Linked DNA regions of Rattus norvegicus: regions 1 and 2 are each linked to region 3. A link is a contact called in public Hi-C data. All regions are on one chromosome and are shown on one strand. Each heading gives the region's core, a stretch centred on a gene start, on an enhancer-like site or on the middle of the called end of the contact. The rest is flanking DNA. Distances are from core to core; before and after follow the strand shown.

The links. Hi-C and Micro-C count contacts between places; a contact is called where the count stands out from the background.
Region 1: a contact with region 3 is called in a Hi-C map of Schwann cells, with 4 times the contacts expected there. The contact joins the enhancer-like site here to the promoter of Maml2 in region 3. A contact is called at or near these places in 1 of 12 Hi-C or Micro-C datasets (Schwann cells) and 1 of 1 datasets of contacts at active chromatin or transcription factors (oligodendrocytes).
Region 2: a contact with region 3 is called in a Hi-C map of Schwann cells, with 4 times the contacts expected there. The contact joins the enhancer-like site here to the promoter of Maml2 in region 3. A contact is called at or near these places in 2 of 12 Hi-C or Micro-C datasets (the A7r5 cell line and Schwann cells) and 1 of 1 datasets of contacts at active chromatin or transcription factors (oligodendrocytes).

What each region holds. Positions count from the first base shown.
Region 1 is chr8:18,743,080-18,747,135 of GRCr8, forward strand. All of the region lies in intron 1 of Maml2 (mastermind-like transcriptional coactivator 2), which reads left to right. It overlaps LOC134480140, which reads left to right. Exons shown (of 2, transcript XM_063266368.1): 1 at 1-4,056. Among named protein-coding and RNA genes, the nearest start is that of Mtmr2, 150 kb to the right of the region's middle. Within about 2 kb of position 2,167, at least 20 of the 93 cell types and tissues checked have an H3K27ac peak or open chromatin away from gene starts, as enhancers often do. A contact at or near this core is called in Schwann cells, where this site is marked.
Region 2 is chr8:18,768,144-18,772,279 of GRCr8, forward strand. The region is part of intron 1 of Maml2 (mastermind-like transcriptional coactivator 2); the gene reads left to right. It overlaps LOC134480140, which reads left to right. Exons shown (of 2, transcript XM_063266368.1): 2 at 1-4,136. Among named protein-coding and RNA genes, the nearest start is that of Mtmr2, 130 kb to the right of the region's middle. Within about 2 kb of position 2,543, at least 9 of the 93 cell types and tissues checked have an H3K27ac peak or open chromatin away from gene starts, as enhancers often do. A contact at or near this core is called in the A7r5 cell line and Schwann cells, where this site is marked.
Region 3 is chr8:18,549,917-18,554,498 of GRCr8, forward strand. It overlaps Maml2 (mastermind-like transcriptional coactivator 2), which reads left to right and starts at 2,564. Exons shown (of 5, transcript XM_008765997.4): 1 at 2,564-3,064. The coding sequence starts at 2,564. It also overlaps a transcript of Ccdc82 not described here.

The DNA of each region.
Region 1 (4,056 bases), core at 917-3,416, 190 kb after region 3:
CTCTCTACCCGTGACTTCCCCCACCCCCACCCCCACACACACTGTGCTCATTCATAGTACATTAAAATGGAGCCTGAATGCCCAATGAGTCTGTTAACAACACAATACTTGTTAATCTTCTCTCATCTGAGAAGCAAGAAACAAAGGAATTCCAAAGCCTAGAATATGTGAAGGAACTCTTTTTGGCTCCCACTAAATGTGTCTTCAGTTCTCAAAACACACAGACTAAAGTAGACTTAGGCCTCTTATTCAAAGGCTTTGCTGAGAAGGGAATAGAATTAAATTTTCCCTAAAACATTCGGATGTGCTTTTTTGGGTTCAGGCATGTTAGAGATAGTAAGAAATTTCAGTGTTGAGAATCAGAATTTTAAACAAGGGCCAGAAAGAAGAGTGTCTTATTTTTAAAGGTCCCCTCCAGTAACCAAGCAAGTGCACGATAATTTTAATTCTGCCCCTGGTGAGTAGGGCTAGCTTGATCTCATTCTACAACGCACTGGTTAGTATTTTATACTTAACTCGTAGATTTCCTGTGGTAGTAGGTAGATGTAAATTTCCTCTCCTTGGAAGCCAGTTTCCATGTAGAATTTTCTGTGTATTTGAGATCTATGCTGTGGCCTGCCTGAACTCATGGAAAATTGATGATACTGGGAGGGAACTATTGTAACTAAGCTTCCGGAAAGGCACTTTTTAAAACAGCAGTGGAAAAAAAATAACAGGGCGCTAGTCTGATGTGAGTTTTGGCAGACACTTCACTCAGCCTGCCAGGACATCCCCAGAAATTATAGACCCTCAAAGGTGTTCAGGACAAAGTAAATAAAACACGATACAGTTATTTTATGCCCACCCCCACTGATTCACTCCTCCCTCCGCAACTTCTTAGCAACATGAATTTTGAACTGAGTGAAAGGTCAGCTTTGAAGTGAGTGTAAAGTTATTTACAGGAAATGGAGCAGAAAGTGGGCTCTCGTGCACTTTTAAATATCCCTATTATCAGGGGAAAATGAACTGTGTCATCTGTCCGAAGAGAATCAAATCCTTGCATTTTCTTATGTAAAAGCAAAATAAATATGTACCATTCCGGAATTAGCCTATCAACCCTGAAACTTTAAAATTCACCAAGGTCTGCTTCCCCCCAACATTGGATGTGAAAGCTGGAAATAACACTGTGTGTTTAAAACTCCCTTACTTGGAAGCGCAGTGGGGGCAGGTAGAAAAGAGCTAATCAGGGGGTTTCCTTCCAACATGAGATGCTAACTGGGCTCTTGTGATAGCTACAGGACCGGCAACATCTTTAAATATTTAATTTCTTGTCAGTTGTTAGCCGACTCATGTTTATGTATGTGTGTGTGTGTGTGTGTGTGTGTGTGTGTGTGTGTGTGTGTGTGCGTGCGTGCGTGCATTGCACATACACATGTAGCTGTATCTGTCAGAAGGAAGTGGTGAGTTAAAGCAATTATAGGGCTCATTCTGCAAGGAGAAGAGGAGGGATCTGTTGGTGAGGAAAAAGAAAAGGCATAGCTTGCTTTACAGATTCCCAGATCGGTATGGCTTGGATTCTTTTAAAAGATGTCCATCTATGAGTCCTGGGTCCCTTCCTGTGCTGAGTCAGAAAGCTGACTCTGAGGACGTGTTTGGATGCCACGTTTCAGTGAGTTCAGTAACACTTTGGTCATAAACTGGTTCTCATTCTATATTAGTTACTGAAATTTAGTTCTGTTATGATTTAGGCAACAAAATGTTAAAGTTACTGCAATCAGACTCAGGGTCTATGGCTCTCTTTAGTGTGATCTGGACCGTGGCTGTGGCGGTTAAATGGTTCCTCTGTTCTGAGATCCAAAGAAGGAAAGAGCAACGCAAAGCCTCTTAAGCAAGCTTAAGTAGTGATGCTTGCCTTTAATCCCAGCGCTTAATCCCAATCCCTGAGTCTGAGTCCAGCCCAGGCCACACAGTGAGTTCGGCCAGAGCTATGTTGTGTCTTGAAACAAACAAAACAAAACGAGAAATCGAAACTTCCTGAGCTCTGCATTGCCTGACCCAGTGGGGCCACTTGGTTTCAGGTACATCCAAAAGGATGCATTCAGCCAAAAGGGCCATTTGGCAGCGTTTGCGTTGTATGGCTAAACGTAGATTTGCTCTCCGGCACCCTCTATCTGGGGCATGGTAAACACATATCTGTAAGTCTAGGCAGGGAGGCAGCAGCACAAAAAGTTCAAGCTCATTCTCCACTACATATACAGGCCAAGGTCAGCCTGAGACCCATGAAAGTCTGTCTTAAAAATGGCCCAGAAATCCCAGGCTGGGGGATTCTCATAGACACTGTGGTAGAAGAGGCCAGGAAAATGCCACTCCCTCTCCAACTCGGGGGTGAAAAAGCACTGTTGCGCTGTGTTTCACGAACCTCAGCCCTGGGCACCAGACAAAGAAAGCCAATGTGCTGAAGGCCGCTTTGATCCAGCGGAGCTTGTCACAGTCAGAAATGGAGAAGGCAGCAGAGAACCGGAAGAGTCACTCCTCCAGAGTTAGAAAGAGAGCAAGGCAATTTCTAAAGGGGAGAAAAGGCTACGGGAACTGTAAGTAAAGCTGCCCTTTAATTAAGCACATTGTGGTATGTTATCTCCTGCTTTTCAGCTATATTTCTGTCCCAAGCATAAAAATATCATAAGGCCCTGATCGCAGTATTAAGAAGTTAAAAATAAAATAAATAGCAAAAAGAACTCACCTTGCAAACCGGCAGCTTAGAAAACAAGCATCAGTCTCCATTCCATTCTCTTTAAAATGTGCTAATACAGATTAACTCATAGGCACAGATGTAAAGGTGTGATAAAATAAAATATATAACTTTTCAGTGCAATATTTGCCATTGTATAAATGTCCATGACCTCTAGAGCTAATGGCTACCGAGGTCTAAAATTCAACTAAAAAGAATGTTTGCTCTTTAGTCTCCTAATGCCTGAGTGGTACAGGAAGAAATAGGAGTCAATGGTATTTATGACATCTTAGTAACCATTCTATTGACCTCTCCTAGTGAGGGGAAATAAAACCAACCCTGGCTGAGTGCATTGCTACTTGCCATTCACAGGAATAGACTGATAACATGTCAAATAGAATTGGAGGAGAATATATATATAGGTTAACTTACAGACAAGTAAAATCTCGAGGTCATAATATTTGGACAAAAGGTTGGTTGATTTCAAATATATAATAGGTATGATTTTCAAAGCAATTAAATATTTCTGGAATCTTAAAGTATAACTTGATGTTTTATCAGAAGAATGTTAGAAGCTAAGACATATGTTGTGTTGCTTTAATTTAATTCATAGAACAAAGAGGTGTCCAGCATTTTCTATGGGCCAAAGATCAATGCTATTTTGCCATGGGACAAAACATGTCACTCACTCCAAATGTCGCCTGAATGCTTGTTTGCTGATCTATTGTTTGTTCGGTGTGGTCATTGTAAAATGAAAGTGTGGGTCTTTAAAAAGATGTTGAGGAAGCCCTTATGCTGCACACTGGTGGGCCTGAGAGCGGAGTCATCTTTCCAAGCTCTAAGAGCCTTGTGAATGGGAAAAGTCAAATGCGCACCAAGCACGAAGAAGAGTGAACTTGATTCCAACATAAAGAGAGAAACTGGGGCCTGGCCGTCGAAGACATGACCTGTGAGCCAGCAGTTTGGAAAGCTCGTGAGAATGTTCTAGAATCAGATTGTAGCCTCACCCCACACCTTGTGAATCAAAGTCTCTGGGTCAACCAGACCTCCAGGTGACCTGTATGCACGTAACAATTGCACAAGCACCGAGCTGAGGATGATGTCATGTGATGGTGACTGTCTCCCCTTCCTCTTCTTGGACCACTCTAAGGCAAGTGGTCTGCTCTGCTCTCACCGTCAGCACTGCCAGTGAAAATAGAGGGCCCCCAGGATGGGAAGTCAGTAAGAACAGCTGACCGAGAAAGGAAGTTTCTAACGAGGAAGGTTTGGTCTGCTTTTGTAGCCCCTGGAGGAGGACTAGCACTCTACAGAAGCTGTTAATGAAGGGCTGGATTTGAGGGCAGTGATCA
Region 2 (4,136 bases), core at 1,293-3,792, 220 kb after region 3:
TTGTCCAAACACAGTTCCCATAGAAGGTTCATTTCCAGATTGTTCTTTGGCGCTGAGAGGAGAATGGTGGCGTTGTAATCTCGGGATCTCCCGTGCAATAGTCATGTAGACATGTAGAGACCTCTGCTGAGGCGAACAGGTCACAGTCTTGATCAGTAATGTTCGTCTTCCATAAAGGCTGTAGAAGAGCTGGGATAACTTGGAAAGTTAAAAGGGACACCAAAATAAATGTGTGTGCTTAGCTTTTTTTATTTATTCTATAAAAACATTAATTTGAATGCAATTGTTAGCTTGTTTTTGCCTTTGTTTTAATGGGAGGAGTTTCCTGCAAGCAGCAGGCACTGTCATAAAAAGGCTCCACACTAAGGATCTAAAGTGTGTCTGTGACCAAGTGTGGAAAGGTAAATTATAGGGATATCACTGAGTCCCCCTAAGTATTGGAAAGCTGGACACACACACACACACACACACACACACACACACACACACATGCCTGTCTATTCTCTCTTCCTGCCTTGCTGTCTGGGTCAGTTCCATTCTCCTACATCCTGTAGATGAGCCATGCTTTCTCCATCTCTTCCTGTGTGTCACTAAGGATGACTGTCTTAGGAGACATAGACAGGAGACCAGCTGTCTTAGTCACCGTTCTGTCGCTGTGAAGAGACGCCTTGATCAAGGAAACTCTTTTAAGGGAACGCATTTAACTGGTGCCTTGCTCGCAGTTTCAGGGGCTTAGTCCACTCACCATCACCTCAGAGAGCATGGCGGCAGTTAGGTGTGGTGCTGGAGAATAGCTAAGAGTTGCATCCTGACTTGGGGGGGGGGGAGCGCGTGGGAGAGAGCCTGGCATGGGCTTTTGAAACCTCAAAGAAATGACACATTTCCTTCAACAAGGTCACACCTCCTAATCCACTCCTTATAACTAAGCATTCAAACATATGAGCCTATGGGGTCCATTCTTCAAAAGCACCAGAGTAGCCAAGTCTCTCACCTCAAATACTCATGACTATAGGGCAGGAGGAGTCCTTGTCTTAATTATCCATTGCTAAACGAGTAGTTAAAGCACTCAGCTTGAGCCCACTGTCCACCTTGATCCTTTCTACTGGGGCTGACTAAGTGGAATGTTCTAGATTGAGAACATTTCACCCTGGAATGTGGGGTGTGGTTAACAAGGGCAGAGATACATAATGACCACACACTTCAGTCTGCTTTATAAGCAATATGCATTCAGTTCAGGAAAATGAGAAAATACTGGCATGTGAGCGAAGAGAAAAGAAAACCCCTTCTACCATCAGAATGTCATTCAGCATCTCAAAGTTTCCTATAAGTGTTTTTTTTGTTGTTGTTGTTGTTGTTTTTGTTTTTTGTTTTTTGTTTTTTTTTCTTTTTGCTTTAAACACTCTTCTCCCTGGCAGTTCTTTAAGTCACACTAAAGAGAATATGCACTGGTCAAAAAAATAGCTGTGTCCTCTAAGTCGTTCCCTATGAGTTATTTTATAACATGAGAGACAGACATTAAAAAAATGGAAGTTACTTAGTAGAGTTATTTGAAATGACAAATATTGTAAAGGAAATCGGCAAGGAATTGCGGACAGACTGCCCTTAGATGAGGCAGTCCTGAGGAAGACCTCTGCTGGGGGTCCACCCTCAGAGATGAAAGGAGAAAGAGCTGGCTATGGCAAGAGAGGGGAGTCCTGGGAGGAAGTGCATAGCAAGGGGAAGGGGATGGATGCAGAGAACCTAAAGTGAAATGATTGTTTCCATTCTTAGAATTAAACAGAAAAGAGGTGGAGGGCAGAAGGGGACAGGGAAGGGAGGAACCACAAAGGAGAATGGAGGAGGAAGGGAGAGGAAGGAGGGAGAGGAAATGGGAGGAAGGCAAAGGTTGTATGTTGTTCTGAATAGGACACACCTTTTGTTGCTGCATAAGTCAAGAAGACATGAGGTAGGAGGTCAGGGCCTTGGAATGTTCTGAGAGCGGAGAAAATTTGAAAAAGGGGTGGGGTGGGGTGTGTGATGTAGAGCCAGGAACTGGGAAGGGAAGGACTTTTAAGACCTACTGTCATCCCCTAAGCTACTAAGAGCAGAGGACTGGTGTGACGCTAAGAGAGGCTTTGATACTGTGTTTTGAAAACATGGAATATATCAATAGCCACACTTTAGCCCCAAACAATGAACAGACAATACTGGTTCTCTCCAGTTTGGGGATGTTTGCCGACACTTTGGAACAGGTATAATTCCCACCAAAGCAGCAGCAGCTTCTTGAAGCATCTGTGCTTTCTCTTCTTCTCCGAAACCTTTCGGCTGTACCATAGCAGGTAACCGCTCTACACCTGGACAAGAAACACTACCAGCCAGTGAGGCTTCCAAAGGCAGGCTTCGTTCATGAACCTAGGCAGAGAAGATGCCCTATGCACTGCCAACTGGATGCCCAATAACATTAATGACCAATTAGTCAGTGAGCGTTTCCCTGGGCTAGAGCTGGGGTGGGTTAGCAGAGTCATGAGAAGCTTGTCTCCTGTTGACTTTTGAAATCATACTGAAGAAAAAAACTCGCATACCTGAACCAGTTGCCAAGAACAATACAAGGCAGAAAGTGCTAAAAGCATCATAGCAGAGCCAACGAGTTGAAGGGGAAGCAGGATGCTGTGAGCTAGCCTTGAAGAGAACCCTGTGGAGCTGGACCCCAAGTGAAGTGGGAGAGAGCAGTGTTATGATTAATGATGTTTAATGCACTGTGCATTCTGCTGAGACGGACATTTAGAGCTTTAGGAGCACAGCCAGCATGTTAGACATAGCATTTACTTTGGATTCACTTCGATATATTTTGGGCAAAAAGTGAGTCACGGATAAAGTATTTCATGCACAAAGCAGCTATTCTTTTTTTTTTCTTCGGGCCTTTATAGACTGTTGTGTTCTTTTCTGTGTTCAACACAGCGGGTCCATCTCTGAAAGGCTCCTGTAAGTCAAGTCCTTGCAGGGATTACAGGGACGAGCCGGGATGACTGAGGATATCGTTATCATGGACTGGATCTGAAATGACATTATTTAATGTAGTAGGTGACTACGTGGGAAAGATATCTACTTCGAATATCTTAAAATTAATCTTAAAGTTAGCGTACAAAATAGCATGTCTCATGAGAGTTTTACATACAGAAACCTATATGTATAAATATGTGTGTATGTGTGTGTGTGTGTGTGTGTGTGTGTGTGTGTGTGTGTGTGTGTGTGCATATACTGAAATCCTGTCTTGGAGCTTGAATCTTAAGGGCCAAAGTTATGGACAGAATTTCCAGGCACATCTGGTATGCTTTCCCCACCTGGTCTAGCAACAGCAAAGCCTTCAACCAACACAAACCCCACAGTCTTTCTTAAAAGAGTGAAAGTCCGTGTCTAAAATTCGCACAGAAAGTGTGCCTTGTTGCTCCTGTACATTCCTCCTGGCACGGAGTCGGTCACAATGAGCCTCCGCCTTGTGTGCCAGCTTGGGATCAGCGCAGAGGTGTGCCATTGCCATGAGCCCATCGCCGCATTCCCTGCAGTTTTGCCTCATTTTGGTAATGTTCATCTTCCTCTTGGCTCCAGTTCTCAGGGCTTCACACGTGTGTGGATGTGCGCTGGGCGTGAAAAAGCTCCCCCAGCTACAGACTTCTTGTCAGTTGACACTTAGTGCCTAAAAGGGTCAGTGTCCTGGGGACTGAGACAAGCACATGGCTATTTTTGGAAGCAATTCAGCCACAGCAAGCATCACGGCAAGCACATGCACAGTGAAGGCCTGGACCCAAGGCCCACGCTTAGAGAACGTACAGTCAGGTTGGACATAATCAATCCAGCAACGTTAAGCCACAAAAAGTCCATAGTTCTATAAGGCCAAAGAAGGAAAGGGAGCTTCATAATCTGTGGAAAAGGACCCAAACCTCCAGTTTCTTCTCTCTTTCAGCAAAGGATCTTGCTGATGATAAACTTGGAAGTGACACTTGCAAGAGGAAATGTAAACCAGGGGGAATTGCTCTCGCCTTGAGAGTTGTGATTAGCTCCAATGTATTGTTCCAAGATCCCAAACGCTTCACTGGAATAACCAATGAGAAGTCATATGTGATCGTTTGGGCCAGTCTCTTTCTAGATCATCCCTAATT
Region 3 (4,582 bases), core at 1,314-3,813:
TATATATATATACACATTTTTACATTCATACAAAAGACACTCAAGACTTGATCCTAGCTTTTAGAGCAGTGTCTTACATGCTGGAATGTAGTAGCGAAACCTGTCTGTTGAAATCTTGTTTCTCAAGCTCTAATTTATGCTCCTGTCAAAATTACAGAGAGGTGGGGGTTGAAGAGATGCCTCAGCAGCTAAAAGCAGTCACAATTCGAGCTTATTACCTGAATTTTGTTTGCTTCTACCCACAGCTCACGTTTGAAGCAGGATCGTCCTGCTGAAATTCTAGTCGCTCAAGTGAATGAAGCTTTGTGTCTGGAGACCTCAGATCCAAACAACTCGAGTTTTTGTTGGTCCTGACTTCTAATACTGTGCACATCTTAGTTTATTCTCCGTAATTGATAAACACACAGATTTGTCCAGTCTGCTTGAGTATTTTACAAGCTACATCATATGAAGATATGAAGATAAGAAATCAAAAGCTATTTTTTTTGTTTTGGTTGTTATGAATGTTCTTGAAATCACGTGGCACATTAGTTTGACAACCAAACTGCCACGGACAATACACCTTGTATTTGTTGACTTTTCAAAGGAAAAGAAATTTTTTTCCTTCCTCGAGGTAATGACAATATCAGTCTTATAAAACGTTTATTTATCCCCGATGATTTATTTGCTCCATCACCACCCAGCCTGTTGCCCAAACTCTCTGGCCTCCACCAATGGGTCCCTTTAGGAGACAGCCAGCGGTGGACTTCCCTCTCTGCACCTCACAGCAATCACTGACCAACTTCCTCACCGTGCTAATGAGCTTTTACTCTAGGCTCACCCAGCTCTTGTTGGGGTGCTCAGTGGTGTCGTTTACAGCTTATTGAAAAGCGAAAATCATATCCTCAGGAGGGCGGACTGCGAGCCTGGAAGGGGAAAAATACAGTCCCTGACTGGGAGTTTCTTCAGCATTGAGAGCTGCTCGAACACTTACGAGGAGACTGGGGAATTTCCCCAATCTTCCCCCCACCCCAGCACCCAGGCTGAGGCTGAGGCCAGAGCCAGCCTAGAGAGATGCTGTTCCGGAGGGTTTGCCTCTTCAGCCACTGGGAGGCCTCTGCACTCCGTTCCCCGGCGCCTGGCTGCGATTACTCACTGGAGCAGCGGCACCAGCCTTCCACCAGGGAGCCGGAGCTCCCGCCCTCCTCCCCCATCTGCAGCCTGCTGGCTCCCTCTCTCCCTCTGTCTCACTCACTCTCTCTCTCTCTCTTTCTCTCCCTCTCGTATCGCAGCACAATGAAAGCCTGTGTTTCGCCGTGAGTCCGAGGAGCGGGAGTCGGTGTCAGGAAAGCGCTCGGAAGGGACCTGAAAGAGAAAGGAAAATACAAGCGACTTTTTTTCTTCTCCCCCCCCCCCAATCTATAACGCGAAGCATTACAAGAGATAGAGCCACATTGCCTTTGGGAGTCCAGACCCTCTGAGGCACTGGCCCGGCGTGGAATGTACAAAAGTGGACAGAAAAGTGGCTGGACATGACTCGGTGCAATTTGCTGGAAGTTTGTAAGTTTGACCATCGTTTGTAAATTACTCTCGGAAGACTTTGTCTCTCTTGATACTGTGTTAGAATAGAAGTGGGGGGTGAGGAATTAAAATTAAGTGGGAAAGGGGGAAATGTGTTGAAGGAGCTCTCTCGGTAGCCAGCCACTTGAGCCTGCTTTCATTTAAGACTAAGAAACCTAAGAGGGGATCGGGATTTTTGCCGGTGATTGGATTAGCTTGAAGAAAAGAGCATGGTTCTGAAGTCCAATTACAGACGTTGTTAAGACTGAAAAGCTGTCTTCTTTGGGGAGAAGACTGCATCCTACTCTACCCCCAAGAAGGAGAAAGCACCAACACCGGAGGGAGAGAAAGGGACGGAGAAACCAACATAGTCTTCCTGGATTTCGCACAGTTTGAACATGACTTCAGAAGCCTTGGGAAACAGTCCTGTTGTTTATTTTTTAACCTGAGTAAAAGTGAAGGCTGCCGGTTCATAGCCCCCGGGAGAAATGTGTTTCTCTGCAGAAACACCCCTATAAATAATTTCCCGAAAAAGCGAGGTGAGGGGGAGCCCGGATCTCTATTAATGACTCTTCTGATTCCTTTTGCTATGTGCTTCTGCTTCTTCCTTGACAATCCCTGAATTCTTGAACGGTCCCCCAGACTTTGTGTTTACTAAGTACCTAGAGGCTCTTGTCAGCCTGGTAGGGGAGAAAAAAAAATCTACCAACTCTGTCCAACTTCTCCTGAGCTGTCAAATGCAATTAGAGTAAGTTGATCAGGGTTTGTTTCCAACTTCCTCTCTCCAATTGGTTTCTAATCTTTCTCCCCACCCTGTTGTTACTCGCTCCCCTCCCCCACACCTTCTCCACTGCCTCCCCACTCTCTGAAGACCCCTCCCCCACACCTTCTCCACTCTCTCCCCACCCTCAGAAGACCTCTATTCATGTGGCCCTGAACACTGAAACCCGCTTTGCCCGCAATAGCCAACACCAGCCTCTTGCACCTCACCACACCAGAGGCAGTAATCATTGTGTCCAACAAGATGGGGGACACAGCGCCCCCGCAGGCCCCCGCAGGAGGGTTGGGGGGGGCTTCTGGGGCGGGGCTCCTTGGAGGGGGTTCAGTCACCCCGAGAGTGCACAGTGCCATTGTGGAACGCCTGCGGGCTCGCATTGCTGTCTGCCGACAGCACCACCTGAGCTGTGAAGGACGCTATGAACGTGGTAGGGCTGAGAGCTCAGACCGAGAAAGGGAAAGCACCATGCAGCTTCTTAGCCTGGTCCAGCATGGCCAGGGGGCAAGGAAGGCTAGCAAACATGCTAAGGCTACAGCCACGACTGCCACCACCACAGCCCCTCCACCGCCCCCTACCGCCCCTCCTGTGGCCTCCCAGGCAGCAAGCACAGCCCCACCACCTCCACCAGACTATCACCATCACCATCAGCAGCACCGGCTGACCAGTAATGATAACGGTGGGATAAACCGAGAGCAGCAGCCGCCAGCTTCGACCCCGGGGGACCAGCGGAACTCAGCCCTGCTTGCGGTAAGGCACCTGGTTTTCTCCTATGATTCTGGCTGTAGTCATGTGGCCTTTTGCGAAGGTGGTGGCTGTCTTGGCCTCGTATGGACTGGATGGCCATGAAGAAGGCCAAGATAGCAGTCGCTCAAAAGCCGCTGGGTATGCGAATGTGGTTGTAAGCTCTCACTGTCAAAGCCACCAGGGCTTGCTCATTGTCATTGTCCTACACCCAAAGGGTGTTCCTCGAGAGGTAAGAGCCTGGGTTCTCCAGAGGCTCACAGTCTAGTTTGTGAAAGAAGACCTTACAGCTGGGAAACCCTTGAGAACCCTGCTGCTTTACATACTGGCTCTGATTAGGCCCAGGAAGACATTCTTTACTTGACAGGAACTTAGTTCAGATGACCTGTTCATCTTGCTCCATGCCCCTTCCCCTTCTGTGACCTTTCCCTGGAGTTAAGGGGTGTCTGTGATTGACTATTACATAGGTGTTCCCACAGTTTTAAACAAAAACATGAGGAAAATACCTCACAGACAGATACTGCAGGAAAGCTTGGGAAGAGGACTACCAGGATTCTCATAGGCTCCCACCACAGGCCCCAATTCAGTCTTTATTCTGGACCCTCCAATTAAGGCTGGGATGTCCCAGCACTTGTGGAAGAGACTGACGACTGTTTACCGTAGTTCTAGGAAGCACCTTGTCTTTAGTCCCTACTGGTAACAGCACACCAAACCCTAAAGCCTGAGTAATTTTCTGACTGGAAGTGCTTCCTCAGAGGCTCAGACAACAACCCCCACCCCCAAGCACACACGCCACACAGAGCAAAGAGCTTTGAGTCATCAGTCTTGGTCAGGTGACCCCCTGCTTGTAGTGTTCAGGCTTCCCACACACTGCTCTGCCATGAGCCTTTCAGCAGAAGTAGGAAGCCAAGCCCACAGGCTTCTCCCGCTAAGCTAAGAGGTTCTGTGACTGCTCCCGGGACAACTGCAGTCAGCCTAAGCCAAGCCTGATGAGAGACACCCGACAGATCATGGGCATGGAAGCCCCAAAACATCCAGAAAGCCCCAAGGAGGGATGGCACTAAGAAGCTCCTGAGGAGGAGAGGGCCTGTTCCAGCCGGCCCACTGCTTCTTCCTGGCTGCTCTCCCCATGTCCTTCGTCTGTGGTGATTCCCATAGTTCCCAGAGCTTTCTGTTCTTCCTCCCCAGAAGGCAAACGTTTTTCCTTGGGCCACCTAGAACTGTGACTCTGGGTCCCCCAGATCCAGATGAAACTGCTGTCTATAATTAAACTGGCCTGGGCTTTATCCTTGAATGAAACTATTCAGTTTGTATTCGTTTCTAGGCCTGTATTCCTCTCTTGCCCACCTGCTCCATCCTCACTTCTCCCTGGAATTCCCAGCTAAGGGGAAGTTTGTCTTCTGAAAGAGGGGTGCTGGGGAGAAGAAAGAGGGGGAAGAATGAGGTTTGTGTGCATGTGCGTGTCACCAGCATCTGCAGCCAAAAGTAACTAAATGCCTTGATTGTCCCCAGTAAATTTATAAT